Linked DNA regions of Mus musculus: all the other regions are linked to region 3. Evidence: chromatin contacts called from public HiCAR-type and HiChIP or PLAC-seq data. All regions are on one chromosome and are shown on one strand. The core of a region is the stretch at or near the end of the contact, and the rest is flanking DNA. Distances in the headings are between cores, read along the strand shown.

The links. HiCAR-type assays count read pairs that join an accessible place to other places. HiChIP or PLAC-seq counts read pairs in DNA pulled down with a chosen protein or histone mark.
Region 1: a contact with region 3 is called in an H3K4me3 HiChIP or PLAC-seq map of the 230-238 cell line, with 11 read pairs. The contact joins the enhancer-like site here to the promoter of Mtrf1l in region 3. A contact is called at or near these places in 3 of 39 promoter capture datasets (the C10 cell line and pre-B cells), 3 of 115 datasets of contacts at active chromatin or transcription factors (the 230-238 cell line and pancreatic cancer cells) and 1 of 9 other capture datasets (adipose tissue).
Region 2: a contact with region 3 is called in a HiCAR-type map of embryonic stem cells, with 2.7 times the contacts expected there. The contact joins the enhancer-like site here to the promoter of Mtrf1l in region 3. A contact is called at or near these places in 10 of 39 promoter capture datasets (the C10 cell line, the HPC-7 cell line, HPC-7-derived erythroid cells and 7 more), 9 of 115 datasets of contacts at active chromatin or transcription factors (bone marrow-derived macrophages, embryonic stem cells, epiblast stem cells and 1 more) and 2 of 9 other capture datasets (adipose tissue and liver).

Annotation. Positions count from the first base shown.
Region 1 is chr10:5,525,909-5,529,384 of GRCm38.p6, forward strand. It overlaps a transcript of Syne1 not described here. Among named protein-coding and RNA genes, the nearest start is that of Gm51758, 12 kb to the left of the region's middle. Within about 2 kb of position 1,868, at least 31 of the 459 cell types and tissues checked have an H3K27ac peak or open chromatin away from gene starts, as enhancers often do. A contact at or near this core is called in the 230-238 cell line, where this site is marked.
Region 2 is chr10:5,558,979-5,562,222 of GRCm38.p6, forward strand. No RefSeq gene overlaps it. Among named protein-coding and RNA genes, the nearest start is that of Myct1, 33 kb to the right of the region's middle. Within about 2 kb of position 1,748, at least 7 of the 459 cell types and tissues checked have an H3K27ac peak or open chromatin away from gene starts, as enhancers often do. A contact at or near this core is called in embryonic stem cells, where this site is marked.
Region 3 is chr10:5,822,243-5,825,704 of GRCm38.p6, forward strand. It overlaps Mtrf1l (mitochondrial translational release factor 1-like), which reads right to left and starts at 1,701. Exons shown (of 7, transcript NM_175374.3): 1 at 1,284-1,701. The coding sequence starts at 1,521. It overlaps Rgs17 (regulator of G-protein signaling 17), which reads right to left. Exons shown (of 5, transcript NM_019958.4): 5 at 3,421-3,462.

The DNA of each region.
Region 1 (3,476 bases), core at 618-3,117, 300 kb before region 3:
CTTCAATGGGATAATAATAAAATATAATAAAAGAAGAAGACACAAATACAAGTAAACACATCAGAATTGGACAAAACAAACAGAAGGAAAAACCCCAAGAGAAGGTACAAGAGACAGAGACCCACTCGTTGGTACACACTGGACCCATCAAGACACTAGACTTGAAGCCATAATACATATACAAAGAACCTTAAGGGTAAAACGAAAGTAGAATATATATGTATATTATATATATATTCCACTATTATATATTTTATTAATATAAAATATGATTTTATATATAAACATATGATAAAACATTTTTTGTTTTGTTTTGTTTTTCGAGACAGGGTTTCTCTGTATAGCCCTGGCTGTCCTGGAACTCACTTTGTAGACCAGGCTGGCCTCAAACTCAGAAATCCGCCTGCCTCTGCCTCCTGAGTGCTGGGATTAATGGCATGCACCACCATGCCCGGCTATGATAAATATTTTTAAAGAAGAAAAACTGGAAGAGCCCTCTCATTATGAGACAAGGGATCTCTAAAAATGCCATAGTGTTTACTTTCTGTTGGCCATCTACTGCTGAGCATGTGGCCTATCATGAAGAGTAGTTTGTTTCCCCAGTAAGACTTTCTTGGAAGAAACTAAATTTTCATTTGCAAGTGGTTATCAATCAGAAATTGCTTCTGGATTAGGGATAAAGGCATCTGTCTATTTCTGTTTTCAGCTCTGGGGCCCCATCTGGTCTAGACTGAACCAGTAGGCCCTGTGCCTGCTGCCTCAGTCTCTATGAGTTCACATATGCATAGATCCTGTTGACTCTTCCCATATATTACGTTGTCTTATTGCTGAAGGGTTAAAGTTGGATAATTTGGGGAGACAGATCACCTTCCAAATCTCAGATGACACCCCAGATACGTGGAAACAAGAATAATACCATTGCTTTGCCATTGTCTGTAGTGAGGAAGTCTTGCTCAGCAAATGAGGACAGGGTATGTGCTAATGATGCACTTCAAGATAGGTAAAGCCATTCCTGCTGAAAGTAGGAATCTCGGTAGAAACTCACCAGAGAGTTACCTGCCTACAGTATAAAGAAGATGAGCTTTTGATGCCTGTTTCTAGAGAATAGCAGTTGAGAGTGGTGACAGGGGTCAGTCCCATGAAGAGAAAAAAATATAGGTAGATAGAATCCCAATTTCATTAAAGAAATTGAAGCTCGCTGATCTGGATTTCGACCTTAAGCATGAGATGAGTGCACTTTATAGATAACGGAGGGAAAGGGGACTGACAACAAGACTGGGGCTGATGATGAGAAATAATGTTGAGACATGTGATTAAAAAACAAATTCTCAAAAAAGTATAAAAATATATTTCTTAAAGAAAAATTTAAATCAGAAAGAAAATATGTTAAAAGATGGCCAGGTTTGTTTATCATAGTGAACACAGTTGAAATCAAAACAAAAGGATTACATTATAAGATGGAATGCTATTCAATATTCAGTTACTTAATGATAATATAAATTTATATTTATGGATGCATGAAGTTGTGTATAAGTGTAGCTTTCTACAAATGCCCAGACTATAAAGTAGGATTCATACCATAAATTAATTTTACATATAAACATTAGAGACAATATTCAACAAAATATATTCACCTGTCTTTGCATCTAGCCATGTTGTGGTGGGGATGGGAGATTTATCACTTTTTTATGTTATTATTTTCTATGTTGATTAGATCTTAAGAAAATTGAGTTAGAAGAAATGCTTGTGTGTTTTTTAATGGATTCATTTTCTCTCTTAAATCATAAAGGACAGCAAAGTGGCATTGCAGAGTACTGGTTGTCCTTGAAGCAGAGGGTGTGGCTATGTTCCGCACCAATAATCTGACCCACATTAGGAGCTATTTTGGATAACAGGAAATAGTTATATTTATCAAACATCTAAAGGCTCACATCAGTGAGTGGCCGGTTACAAAGTGGCTTTGTTGATAATCACATTCAGGTTCTTTAGTAGCTACTTAGGCTCGGTCAGTGTTTCCACTCAGAAGCTCTGGTTTCGAGAATCAACAGCTAAGCCACTTAAAGCCAATTTCTCATTAAAACTCTGAAGATAGCCTCCCAGGAAGGAAGAAAGCCACCTATAAACTGTGAAACATAGAAACAATTTTACTTTTCTGAGTACAGATTCTCAAATTTATTTTCATAGCTATGATTAAGGGTTGACACTTTCATAAGCTATAAAGGATCATTCCCCTCAAACATATATGTATAATATATATAAAATAATATAATGTATAATAATATTTATTACTGTACTATCTTGTTTGAAATTGAATGAGCAAGGCATGCTATTTAGTAGCTCACATCTTCCCAAGTCAAAAGGTAGATATTATAAGTCATGCTTACTAATTGTTATTCTCAAAGACTGTACACATGGACTAAAAGCCAGCGTTCCCCTGCATAATAAAGACTAGGCTAACATTACAAATCTGTAGTATAAATATCTCACTGTTGTGCCACAGGGAAGGAAGTGAGCAGCCTTCCTCCTCCACACTCACAGTCTATGGCTTGGCAGGGCTTGGGGGGAACAAGCCAGCTTGGTGCCTTCAACCCTGTGGCCATCTGCTGTGTAACAGAGAAGCAGCTCATTGGCAGTTCTGTCAGACTGTGGCCTAGTTCCTAAAACCTGGCATGAGAGTTAAAATAGGAAGAGCCAGGACCTACACAGGAGATCAGCCCAGCATAGGATAAACATTGAACCCACAAGGACCTTGGACCAGCTTCATGAAGTCCTCTGAAGCTGCATATAACTCCTTTGGGGGAGACTTCTCAAAAGCAAAATTGTGGATGCAATCTCCCCAGTAGCTAAGGTCCTGAGGGGCCAGGACACAGCTAACAGTGTCAGAGTTAGAGCCCCAGCGTTGGACGGTATCACAAACATTGTGGCTTCTCCTTATGTGCCGTAAAGCAGGGAAACTGTTAGACACCCTCACATAGCTGCATTTTGTAAGCCAAGATCACACAGGCAGAAAGAAATTAATCAGACACAGAGCAAAGCTTTCCAGGGGAGAGGTGCTTGCTAAACTCTAGGCAATGTTAATAACTAGTTCAAGGGGCAAAGAGAATCAATAGCTTTAAAGAAACTTCTCATTTTGCACAGACCTACTGAAGGCTGTAATTATAAACTGATATACATTCAAGATTTGAGCTCTTCGTTCTCTGCCTCATAATCTTTTTTAAAAAGATTTGTTTGTTTGTTTGTTTGTTTGTTTGTTTAAGTACACTGTAGTTGTCTTTAGACATACCAGAAGAGGGCATCAGATCTCATTACAGATGGTTGTGATCCACGATGTGGTTGCTGGGAATCGAACTCAGGACCTCTGGAGGAGCAGTCAGTGCTCTCAATCACTGAGTTCTCTGTCTCATAATCTTGACCTGTCTCAACCTCTACCTCTATTTTACTTCTGGTAACTTTTAAGGGCACGCAGTAAAGAAGAT
Region 2 (3,244 bases), core at 498-2,997, 260 kb before region 3:
GTCATAGGATGGGCTTTGGGGGTTTACAAGACTTCCCTCATATGCAGTTCACTTCCTGTTTGTCAGTGATGATGATCTCTTGGCTTCCTGCTCTTACCACCTGCTGTCATGGACTCTCTCACTGTAATTATAAGATCAAATAAACTCTTCCTTCTGGAAGTTGCTTCTGGTCATGTTGTTTTATCAGAAAAATAACTAACATAGCCTCCATCTTTAGAAGCTCACATGTCCTTAATTATCCCTTCAAAGACTCTGACACCAAGTACAGACGTTTTAGGGTTAGAGCTTCACATGCAAGCCAGGAAGGAGGCATTGTTCAGTCCAAAAGGGAGGGATGCAAAGATATCCTTGAGTTCCTCGATGAGAGACAATGAGTGCTGAAATAAGCTGATGGCAGTCGAAAGGCAAAGGAGGTGATCAATTGTAGACAGCATTTCACAGGCAAAAGCTGCAGCCACTGAGGCAGCAGGGCCAAACCTCCAATGCTGAGTCTGGGGAACAAAGAAAATAACTCTGTGTTAAGGAAAAGATGGGGCTATGTTCACGTGTATTTCTGCATTTTCGCTCCACCCCTCTCTGTTTTTGTTTCTTCTATTTTCTCCAAACTGCTAAGTTAGCAGAACATCTGATCTTCATGCCTTCCTTAAGACAATCCCTGGAAACAAATTTCCCTGTCACCCTGGTGACCCTCTGCTGTCCCTTCTGCCACTTTCTGCACAGCCACCACAGTTGTTCTTTATCTGCTTACCGGTTCCTCTGGATTTTTTGGTTAATTTTCCTCCTTCCAGTATCTGCTGTCCTGTCTTACTCTGTCTGTATTGTCCTTAGGAATGCTTAGGTCTGGGACAACAGGGAAAAGCATTTACTACCAAACCTGATGAATTACATTTGCTCTGTGGGGCCCACAAGATACAAATAAAGAACTGATTCCAACAGTTTGTCCTCTAACCTTCATGTAGATACCCACAGAAATACACACACACACACACACACACAGAGAGAGAGAGAGAGAGAGAGAGAGAGAGAGTGACAGAGACAGACAGATAGAAACAGATAGAGACAAACAGATACATAAACACACACATGCACAGACATACACCTACACAGACACACATATCACATGCACATATATACATATGTTTTAAGAATCCTTATGTCTAACATTTTGCTTGAAGATTTAGATAAGAATCATTTTAAGGCAATCTATTTTGTAGGGAAGAAACGCAAAGATTTACAAACTATGCATGCACTGAGCTCTTCGAATGCTTTCTCCCAAGGAGTCATTAAATTATGAGTAAATTGATACAAATTCAAGAATGTGGAATCCACAAGAGTCATTTAAAATATGAATAAATGAATACAAATGCAAGAACGAGGTAATCCACATAAAATGCTGTGATAAAGAGGACTTAAGATACAGTATGAATAGTTGTTATGATGTAGATTATGATTTAAGATGTATAATTTGAGGGTCTTTGTCCAAATCTGAGATGTTTTCACAAAAGCAACACTTTCTACACAGCACTTCTGAATTATCAAAAAATTTTGATATGTTTTTCCCCCCCCCGAAGTCAGCATCCCATGTTCTAAGTCTCCTGAGCTGGAATGAGGTTTAAAACCTACACTATGGGTGAAGTCTACCAGCAGTTCAGACACAAAGCTACTTGGAGACTGGATACAAAGAATACTGTATACACTGTAGCCAACACCCTGAGGTGAAGGTTGGTCATAGGACTTGTCCTCCAGCAACTTCAGTCATATGTTAATTTCTCTTTCAAGCAGCAGAGGAGAGCGTCTGTTGACCTTGCCTACAGAGTTGATGAAACAGAGCAATATCAGGACATTTGGGAAAGAAACAACATATCCACCGTGAAATTTCTCACACCCCTCCTCCCCAGTACACAAACCAAACTAAAGCAGACGAGACAAAACAGCAACCAAAAAGAGCTGTGGGGTGTGAGTACAAATGGCTTTTGCTTAGATTTTGAACACCATGGTCCCAGTAGACATAAAGAAAAAAAATTTTTGTTTCCTATTATTTGACAGACACTGAAATAAATACTCGCCTGTTGTCTGTGTCTTGATCTATTCATTGCTGACTCTACCTGCCCTTGGGGGTTGGAGATGAGCTGGGGCGGAATCAACAACATAGACTCTGGGAGCAGGTGAAAAATGCCCAAGCAAGCTCATCTGAACACTGCTGCAAGCTCCTTTGATACCCTCAAGCCATGCCCACGGATCCCCAGAAAGTATCTCTTCTAAACAGCAGTTCCCGATTAGCCTGCATTGTTTGCATCAGCAATCCTTGGTCTCTCAGTCAGTCTTCAATTAGGTCCTCTTGCAGGAGATGCCTTTATGACTGAGTGGCCCCAGGCGTTTACTTATAGGTGGCTGCTGCCTGTCCTCCTCAACTCGTCCTCAAATTCATCTCCAGCAGCAGAGGCTCACTGGCACTCCACAAGAGGTTTATGGGTAGATACTCCTAGCAATATTAGAAATAATTTCACTTATTTGTTACATGCAAGCCAACCTACTAAAACTGGCAAAACATAAGCATGGTGTATAGATGGATATTGTGCACTGATTTACAAAAAAAAAAAAAAAAACAAAAAACAAAAAACAAAAAAACTTCAAGCATTCACAGAGAATAAACCACATAATTACCATTAACCCAGTTAAAATTGTCTAATTAACTATAATCCACAACTACAATACTGTATTCTCTTTGTGGGCATGTTTGTGTAAGTACATGCTAATGTGTGTGTTTGTGTGTTCATGTGTGCATATGTATGTGCACACATGCAGAAGCCAGAGGACAATGTGGGCAGTCTTTCTTTTTTGTTTTCTCCCATATTTTTGAGACAGTCTCTCACTGAAGGAGGAGCTTATGGTTTCAGCTAGGCTGATTGGTCAATGGGCTCCCCTCCTGCCTCTGATTTCCCAGTTGTGGGATAATAGACCTGTACTGCCACACCTAGCTTTCAAGTGGATGCTGAAGATCCAAACTGAGAGGTCCTCACGATCGCCCAACAAACCCTTTACTGAGAGTCTTTCTCCTCAGGCCTCGTGCTTTTTCCTCTTCAATGTGTAGCTCATTGCCCTCATCACCTTACGGTTTCCTAGTAAAAACTGTATTTTCTACTTAATTTCTATTTGTTCTTTCAATAAAAACAAAAGTAAAACAAATATGTGGAACAGTGGTGAAAAGTTAAATAGAAGATAAAATCATCTTAGGCAGCAATAC
Region 3 (3,462 bases), core at 451-2,950:
CCTTGCTAACACAATGTTTCTCTTCTGTCACCATCTCCCATACCTATTCTACACTTCCACCATACAGGACTTCTCAAGCTGTACCTTCATCCATGTTGGTCACTTCTGCCTCCTAGCCCTTTCTCCGATCCCACCTAACCACCTCTTCCTTGACTTTAGCGATCCATTGTAAAGCTACTTTCTGCTTTTCAGCACTGCTTTTTATATTGAAATTAAAAGTCCTTACTCCTTATCTGTTTCCATTTTCGTGCATATGAGAGTACTCAAGCTTGCAGATGTGTGAGCACTCGTGAACGTGGAGCCAAGAGGTTGATCTCAGTAACCAACCTCAATCCCTCTTCCCACTTTCTTCGAGGCAGGGTCTCTGAATCAAGCCTTAAGTTCCCAAGTGTGTTCTACTCGGCAGACGTCTCTGGAGGCTTTAGGAACGCAGACACTTTGGAATCTCGAGGGAAACATGAATTTCCAGGTCTCGAGTTCTAACCATACAGTGCATCGCTCCTCTTGCACTGCAGTGTGCCAATGCCATACACTCACCTGCGGCTTTAGTTCCTCTGCTGGGACTAGCGAGTCTTTCCTGTGCAGCTGAGCTGCCAGTGTGAGACCCCAACTTACAGAGCATTTCTCCCTGGAAGGTAAAGAAAGCCCCTGGACGTTCCCCAAGCTTGCTTTCCCTGATCTCTAAAAATACAGCCAGAAAGAAGCTCTTTGTTCTCTATAGCCAGCAAAAAGCCTTTTTGTTTCTATACTTTACAACCAGAGATGCCTGCCTTCCTGTGCTGAGGACACGGAGATAAAAATTCAGAAAGAACTCACTACCCACTCCTGCCTTGTAAATTTCACCAAGGACACAGAAAAGAGAAGAACTCTCTTCCCAACTCCTCCCAACTCTTCCCAACTCTCCTCCCAACTCCTCCCAATTCCTCAGCTAGCTGTTAAAAGCCCCCTACTGCCACTGCTTGGGGTCGAACTCCCCTGCCCGGCACCGTCCTCAGCTAGCTGATAATAAAACCTCTTGCAGTTTGCATCAGGTGTGGTTTTCTCTCGGGTCACTGGGGTGCTGGCCAGCTCATCCCGGGACTTGAGCGGAGGCCTAGCTTCGGGGGTCTTACACCAGGAGGGGAGAGGAAGCAACCGAGAACCTTAGTGACTTCAGAGGACTAACTTGGCAGAGCACCTTGTCCAGGGACTGCTCTAGAGAGCCCAATGGAGGATTGTCAGAACCCTAGTGACAAGATCTGGAACGCAGATGGCTTCCGAACCCACTAGAGCGGGTGGCTTACCGTGCAGCAATGACTCCGTGTCCCGCAGCTCCCGCTCCTTCTCGCTCAGCAGTCGGGCGGCCGCGGCCAGCTGGGGGTACCCAGCGTCCAGACCACCGGCCTCCGAGCCCACGCGGCGCTCCAGGAAGGCCCGCAGGGGCCCGCCGCGGGCGAGGAGCTCCTCGGAAGGCGGCGGCGTGCGGCTGAAGGCGCGGCGGGCCCACAGGCGCCGGGCACCGCTCAGAAACCCGCTCCGCATCCTGGCTGGGCCGCCCACCTAGCAGAAAATATACAAACACTCTAGGAAGGTCTCCGATCCAGAAATGTTCTGCCGGAAATGTTACGAGAACTTCCGGCAAAGCGTAGTACAGCCTGGAGGTCCTCTAAAGTCAAAAGGCAAGCGGGCAGGGAGGTCTGGACGCGTTTGCCCCGCCTCCAACCCGAGCGCCGAAGTCTCCGCCCTACCCCAGGGGAGGGGCTCCGGATTCTCAGCTCCTCCTCCAAATGGGACAGGTCTGGGGCCTCAGCCCGCCCCCCTCAGGGCGGAGCTCCACCGTCTCAGCCCCGCCTCCACGGGGGCGTGGAAACCACCCACGCCTGACTCCCACTTCTAGTGGGCGAGCTCTGCTGCCTAGGCGTGACCTTGAGATAGCGAGTGCCTCCAATGCCTCAGCCCCGCCTTGAGACAGAACTTCACCTCCTCAGACCGGCCTCTAGGGAAGAGCTCCAATGCCTCAGCTCCGCTTCCTCGGCCCCGCCCTCCAAAGGAAACTCCAAAAGCGCGGCTCCGCCTCCTCAGCCCTGTTCTCTAGGGAAGGAGCTTTAACGCCTCAGTCCCGCCTTCTCGGGTCGGCTCCTGGAGGAAGCGCTTCCTCCGCCTCGTCTCTCAGGGTGGAGCTCCACCTAGTTCCGCCTACAGGCTGAACTCAGAAGCCTCACCTCCAGACCAACTCTGAAGCCTCGACTCCGCCCTCAGGCCGAGTTTGGCTGCTCCCCAAGACCTGTTCCCCAGCGAGCCAGGCTGGAGTGAACAGCAGGTGTCTGCAGTCTGAAGGTGAAGGTTTGCTTCTCAAGGCTGTGAGACTTAAGGATAGTCAAGCGACCAGCAGGCACAGAGTCCACAGCCACAGAAGTCATCTATCTCCAGTCTCTAAGGCTTAATTATAGGGTGGTCATCTGACATAGGTTCCTTTCAAGGACAGGCATATCCTACTAAACCTCCCAGGGACGCTACAAAATCTGTTTTCCTATCGTCACCCACCACACCAAGCACTAGGTTTCTCCGTTTCCTGCCTCACATTCTGATTCACTCAATCCGACTCTCCATTGCTCTCTCACTTTCTTGCTGTTGCTCCCTCCTCCTCCATATCCAAGTTAAAACTAACAAACTACAACACAATGAAGCATTTTAAAACTTTCCTCATTCTGCTCTGAAGTTGTAACTCTCGGGGAGTACTTGCTTACCTTGCTCAAGGCTGTCTGCAGCCCTGCAATTAAAAAAAGAAAGAGAGAAAAATCAAAGGCCTCCCTCTAGTGGACATCCACCCTCCTGACTACTAACTTATGTATTTGCAATTCAAAAGACTTAACCACTGCCTACCAGAGAAGTGGGTAACAGGATGTGAATAAACCAGACAAGCCACTCCTGAGGATGCAGAATTTGAAGCTTAGTCTACTTGCGAATTCTACTGGATTACTAGCTGTTTTTTGGACCATGGTGGTTCACTGCTGATCAAACTGTTCTCTGTTTAGAATCAAATGGGTACTCTTACCATTAACACTAATCAAAATTACTAATTTCAAGATTATATAAAATGAATTTTGCATCCTATCTAATCAATCCTTAGCATCACATACAAGGGCACTGGCATGAAGAAATGAAGCGGCTCTTCAAGTGATAGCAAGGAGCTCCAGCGCCTCAAATGTCCCTTCCCTTTTGGCACCCAGGTGACACGATATGCAAATGTTTAGCTATAAGATAGAGGTTGAGACCCGTTTTGTTTTGATTCTGACCCGAGTATAGAAAAGAATTGTGGTGTGTTTTCTATCTCTACCAGGAAAAGTTATTTCTAACCCTAAACTCATTTTGAAATAAATGGTGAGGTACTTTGATTTTAGTGTGAGAAATCCCTCCACTGCACTTTTAAGACACCAGCAATTTCAAGAACATATTTTATTTCTTATAAAAAGGTACTCTAAT